Regions from separate parts of the Danio rerio genome. Here region 2 is linked to region 1. Evidence: chromatin contacts called from public HiChIP or PLAC-seq data. All regions are on one chromosome and are shown on one strand. The core of a region is the stretch at or near the end of the contact, and the rest is flanking DNA. Distances in the headings are between cores, read along the strand shown. Region 1 holds the start of mecom (MDS1 and EVI1 complex locus). Region 2 holds the start of irs1 (insulin receptor substrate 1).

Region 1 (3,297 bases), core at 708-3,207:
TTTGAGGGGCAGCCGACAGGATGTAGCATTGATAAATATCCCTGTTGATCACTTGATTGATTACCTCGCGCAAAGGTCACGCGGGCGCGCGGTAATTTCCTTGTGCCCGCGGCTCCCATTTCACTTTCAGTCTGGCGCGAGAGCCCCCGACTTTACAAATTATGTTTTTTATTTTAACCCTTCCCTTTCCTCTTTAACATCTCGCCAAACGACCTTCTGTGCTGTACATCAAACGACAGAAGAGGGCAAACCTTTAATTAGGATGGAGTATTAATCACATAAGGTAAACTGCATCTTCTCTGTTTGATGGGGTTGAATTTAAACCCGGCGACAAGCTAATAATTTAGCCGCATTTCCAAAGGGGTTTTGGCCTCAATTAATTTTCAATAATTACAGCCCACGGGGTCTTGACTGATCCTCACACCAGTGCGCCAGCTATACGCCATCTCTGGCCGACGGGGTCAGAGTATCCTCATAAAATATGTCCCGTGGAAAATAAGCACGGTAAGAGATTGCGAATGGATAAAACTCTTCTAATGCCAATGTATGGTTAAGCAAAGTAGAGGTAGCCACAACTGCACTGACAGCCATCCCCCCCCCCCAACCCCCCCCCCCCTTTCTCTCTTGCTCACACTTTTTTTTCTTCTGTTTTTGTTTGTCTTACAGAAGTTGCATGCAGTGCAATGGTGTACTTATTCTTTTGTGCATATATTTTATTTAGTATAAAATAATAACAAATTATGTTTTATATAACTTTTATATATTATATTGTATATATATATATTATATTTTGTGTTTCAATCTAATAAGTTGCATGCATGTATGTGAATAAATATTGGCCCATTTTATTGTTCTTTTGATATGCAAGACAAATTCTTATTTGGGCAATTTAGCTGAGTTTTAGATCAATTCTAATATGGCTTTATTAGATATCAAGATATTTTTAATGATCACTGATATTTGATAATTGCATCATGATTTGTATATTTAAAGAACCATCATTTTCTCCTCTTCTGTTTACTCTTGTGGGTTTTATTCGAGTAAGCTTTAGTAAGTGCTGGTCAGCTCAGATAGTCGTGGGCGGCAGCTGATGTTTGTTCTGCGCCATTCATTTTTATGCAGAGTGATGTCAGATTAATTGGATCCGTTTTAGAAATACTTAGCAATCAATACCGCCAGTGAGGGGCAAGCGACCCTTTTAAAGGTTCATGGGCAAGGTCAACGTGATGTCACGCGCTTCTAATTAATGGACAATTAACTTAATGACCCAAGAGTTTCACAAATTCTCACCCGTCTTGAAAACTAATAATAAATAACATAAAGCTAATAAATTCGTTATACAGGTCCAGGATAATTTATCATATCAGATAAAGGTCTACAGTGCAATACATTTAATTTGAAGATTGCTGGACATCGATGAAAAGGCATCAGAGATCACATTTCATTTCACATAAAAATTAGAGTAGCCTATATTTGTGATAAACAACTCAACTGCTACCTGATAACATTAACACCTTTGTTTTACACACTTGGAAATAATTGATTGTTTTACAGTTTTCATTTTTTAATTCTGTATCAGTGTATTTGGTCATTAACTGGCATTAAATCATAAAGAGAGAGACTAAACTTTACAGATTAATAATTGTCGCATAAAGGAAAAAAATATTCAGCGGGCTGCCCTCGGTACAGACTGCCCACGCGCCTGCTGAGGGAGGGGGAGAGAAGTAAAAGTTTATCATTTTCATAAATTCATAACGATGGTCAAGTCTCAATTAAACAACATAAAACGTTTAATGAAAACGTTTTACAATAGTCATTTACCCGAACAGTGATTAATGCGTCTTCATTTAAAACACAAAAGACCGGGCGCCTTGGACGCTCGAGACTGCTTCATTATAATTAATGTCTCCGGTTCCTCGTGCACCCGGAGGTCGCGAATAGCTCCGTCCCGCGCCCACTGATCTCTGAAGATCTGACACGAGAGGGATCTCGCCGGCTATTGCAACCTGACAAGATCTGTAATACTTGGGTGATGAATCGTTCCAAACTTTTTTGACGATGCTGGCAGCTCGGGGCTGTGCGCATGTGCGAAGGTGTCCAAACTGACAATGCTGGAGAGATAGTGCGTCTGGGATTGAGAATCACAGAGAAAAAGGACAGAGGAAAAAAGAAAAAGGAGGAAAAGATTCGAGAAAAAATCCGACGAACCCACGCCGAAAGACGGGCATCATGAGGTCCAAAGGCAGGGCAAGGAAACTGACCACTGGTAGGTGCAACATCTCCTTTTTAGCCCTTTTCAAACTGCCATCTTGTCCATGTTTATGATGCATAGAAACATTTTAGTCTCTAAACAGTTACAGTCAGCAGAGCCCAGCAATATTACTTGCTTGCGGAGGTTGAGGAAAAGCTAAACGAGAAGCGTCGCTCGCGATCGGACATGGCAAACCTAGATTCGAAACTGGCATCAAAGTTGCGCGTGGCGCGCAAACTTTTTAACTATCGCATGCTGTAATCGCGTTCTCTATTCGAGCCCCGAGCGCCCCGGTGTTCGATAAAAAAACACCTCCGTGCAAGTTTCTACGGCTCCGGTCACATCAATTTGCAGCAGCGACTTTGAAAAGACAGCTTCGCCTATAGTCGACAACAGAAAGCCAGCTGCGGAGGCACGCTTTTAAATGCAAACAGGTAGCTTACCATCTGATGTTACGACAGGCAATCTAATGAACTGCACATATGCTAGATTAACAGGACTGTGATAAAAAAGTGCTTTGAAGTATTTTTGATTTGTGGACATTTCTTTTTTTTTCCCTGTGCAATTGTCGAAAGTGGTTGTGCAACAAGTGATCAAATCCCGTTATGAATTTTTGTTCCGGTATGAACAGCCTGGAGAAATGTTTTTGTTTGTTATGGCCCTCTAAACGGTCGGCTGTAATCTTAGCTTTTGATTACGGGTTGCCTTAGGCGCTTGTTTGAGTTGACGTTCAATGCGTGTGTTCAATGCCACGCCACAACACAAGCTCAAACGCCGAAACTCAACATCAAGTAGTTAGTGGGAAGCTGTTCCCCTCCTCAATAGATTTATTCGGAACGAATGTATTTCGCTCAGGTCTGTGAATAATTCGGCCCCCTCGTGCGCAGTGGGCTGCAGAGTCTGATTTGAGCAATTTTCTTAACTTTTCTTTTTTGTTGCTCTTTTGCAATAAACAACGAAAATCCATGCAATATTTCCATATTTCACAGTGCTTATAGGCATCGGAGCAGAGATAAAAGTTTTTTTAAGCTCAAGTTTCACTATAT
Region 2 (3,039 bases), core at 165-2,664, 270 kb before region 1:
TGCACAATACTGTGAATAAATGATAATTGCAAAGAGCAAATGCAGTAAAAATGTGAAACATACATATTCAGTGTCTTGTACTCAGATACCTCACTTAATGCAGTGACGATGTGTAGTTTTACTGTAGTTTTCAAATGGTTGTGCAAATGGTAGAAAGTGCTGTCTTGAGCATTTTCAGGAAGTGTCACCAAATTGTTTTTGCATTAGAAAAAAATGTCCAGAGTAAACGGTCATAATGAAACATGACAAAGCCATTTGACTATCTTGTTCATAAACAATGATGTCAGGACTTTTCATCTTGATGACACTAAGACTTTCATTGGCATCAATACTTGCTTTTGAGGAATGAACTATCCATTGTGAGCATGTGGCATGCTTTTGCAGGTTATCAACTAGGTTTTGCAGTTTGTACTAATTGTTCTGAGAAATGCATTGACTGTTGTGCAAATGTAAATAATGTTGTGAGAAATGCAAAAAAAAAAGAGACTGAGAAAAACTGTAAATAGGTAATCATAAAAGTTAATAATAAAAGTAAAGTCATTTAGAAATATTTTGAGATAGCATATCATAATAAAGTTAAATAATAAAATTAAATAAAATAGGATAACAACTCTTATTGTGTTAAATGCCAGACTATAGAGATTCGGTTTTTCAGTTATCATTAAATTTGCATATAGACAGACAGACAGACAGACAGACAGACAGACAGACAGACAGACAGACAGACAGACAGACAGACAGATAGATAGATAGATAGATAGATAGATAGATAGATAGATAGATAGATAGATAGATAGCTGTTCATTTAAGTTCTGTCTTACATAATCCAGATAGAAAATGCTATTCTCAGACAGCTGAAAACAAGCTATAGACTTCTAATAGTGCAACACTGTACATGCTACACACATTATCCAGCCATAATTAATCCTCACAGTACTCTTAAAACGTCCACTTCAAAACACCTCAGCAATGCAATTACACACACAAGTACATATTGTTCATTTGCCACTATATTTATGCATGTAAATAGACAGTAACATGACCGCTATAAAGTATGACTTCCCATTTTACAATTGTGTGGTTATAAATATCTGCAGCGCATAGTTACATGGTGTCTTTTCAACACCGCCTCTAAATAAAACTTCATTTAGCTGGCGAATGAGTCGACTCGTTCTCTTACGTGTCTATCCCAAAGGATTCGCTTTTATTGAATCAATCAGTGCAAATAAATCTTTTTAGAGCAACTAGTTCAAAAAGATTCGAGTCACTGGAATGAGTCAAAATCCCCACTGTTACTTTTGAATCAGATGTCTCTCAGGATGATGGACATTTGATCCGGCCAATCAGCGAGTTCAGCTTCTCGATAGGCGGGATTATTGGTTGCATCGTAACAAGCTAGGCTGCAACCCCCCCAGTCTCAACTCCTCCATACAAACACACACGAGCGGTGGCTTGTTTTGGTCTGGTACGGCTTCGCAAAATAAGAAAACTCAGCGACTTTCGGAGGAACTTATGCAGCGGTTTAAACGGACTCGGTACATCTCCGTTGTTAAATAACGCTGAGATGCAAACTCCGCGCTCGTGCTTTGTTTAATTGCACTTTTGGGATTTTTGCAGACAGCGCTTTGATCTCCGGGGTAAACGGGGTCGTGCGCTGCTGACTGCGCTTGTTTTGATAATGCATTCGGATCTCTGGACTGAAAAGGACGCTGTTTTGTAAATATCACTGTTTTGTATTTTTATACATCACAAACTTGGTGCTTTCCGGTACTTGCAATATTCTTTGAAGATGTCCGATGGATTATTTAAAGTTAGTTTTAACAATGTAATGCTGCTGACGATAATCCAAGTGTGCTACGGTATCAATGAACTGTTATAACTGAAGCTCGTGTCGGAGTGCACAAAAGTGACTTGTTTTAGTGTTATTTTTCCTCAATTTTTACTAAATGGAAACGTTTTTGTGTCGGCGTTCACGTTTGGTGAAGATTGCACACGTAACGCTTTGACTTCCGATCCTGCAATTTTTCTGTAAATATTTTTATATATATACCATGGCAAGCCCGACTACGGAGCAAGGATGTTTTTCAGACGTGAAAAAGGTGGGTTATTTAAGGAAACCCAAAAGCATGCACAAAAGGTTTTTTGTACTGAGGGCGGCGAGCGCCTCCGGACCGTCCCGACTGGAGTACTATGAAAACGAGAAGAAGTGGAGACACAAGTCTGGAGCGCCGAAAAGATCCATTCCGCTGGAGAGCTGCTTTAACATCAACAAAAGAGCGGATTCAAAAAACAAACATCTCGTCGCGCTTTATACCAAGGATGAGTACTTTGCTATCGCTGCTGACAGCGAGATCGAGCAAGAGTCATGGTATGAAGCCCTGGTTGATCTCCATAACAGAGGTAAGGTCCACGAAACTGCCCCGGGCCGTGGAGTTGGCGAGGATAATTACGGGGAAGCCACGCCGGGACCTGCCTTTAAAGAGGTTTGGCAAGTTATATTGAAACCAAAGGGTCTGGGTCACACAAAGAACTTGATTGGAGTTTACAGATTATGCCTCACCAATAAGACTATCAGCTTTGTGAAACTGAATTCGGATGCAGCAGCTGTGGTTTTGCAGTTGATGAACATTAGGAGATGTGGTCACTCTGAAAATTTCTTTTTTATTGAAGTCGGCCGATCTGCTGTGACAGGCCCCGGGGAGTTTTGGATGCAAGTGGATGACTCTGTTGTGGCTCAGAACATGCATGAAACTATATTAGAAGCCATGAAAGCCATGAGTGAGGAGTTCAGACCCCGCAGCAAAAGCCAGTCATCTTCTAACTGCTCAAACCCCATCTCAGTGCCTGTCAGGCGGCATCATCACAATAATCCTCCCCCTAGTCAAGTTGGCTTAGGCAGGCGCTCTCGGGCGGAGAGTGTGACGGCCACTTCTCCTGTTAGGCCTGGCAAACACAGCCATTCGTTTAGAGTGAGAGCATCTAGTGATGGAGAGGGCACCATGTCCAGGCCGGCATCTGTGGACGGGAGTCCAAGCAGCC

The links. HiChIP or PLAC-seq counts read pairs in DNA pulled down with a chosen protein or histone mark.
Region 2: a contact with region 1 is called in an H3K4me3 HiChIP or PLAC-seq map of gastrula embryo, with 6 times the contacts expected there. The contact joins the promoter of irs1 here to the promoter of mecom in region 1. A contact is called at or near these places in 1 of 18 Hi-C or Micro-C datasets (embryo) and 2 of 4 datasets of contacts at active chromatin or transcription factors (embryo and gastrula embryo).

What each region holds. Positions count from the first base shown.
Region 1 is chr15:38,330,845-38,334,141 of GRCz12tu, reverse strand. mecom (MDS1 and EVI1 complex locus) reads left to right here and starts at 1,957. Exons shown (of 16, transcript XM_073923918.1): 1 at 1,957-2,266. The coding sequence starts at 2,230.
Region 2 is chr15:38,600,416-38,603,454 of GRCz12tu, reverse strand. It overlaps irs1 (insulin receptor substrate 1), which reads left to right and starts at 1,414. Exons shown (of 2, transcript XM_682610.11): 1 at 1,414-3,039. The coding sequence starts at 2,052.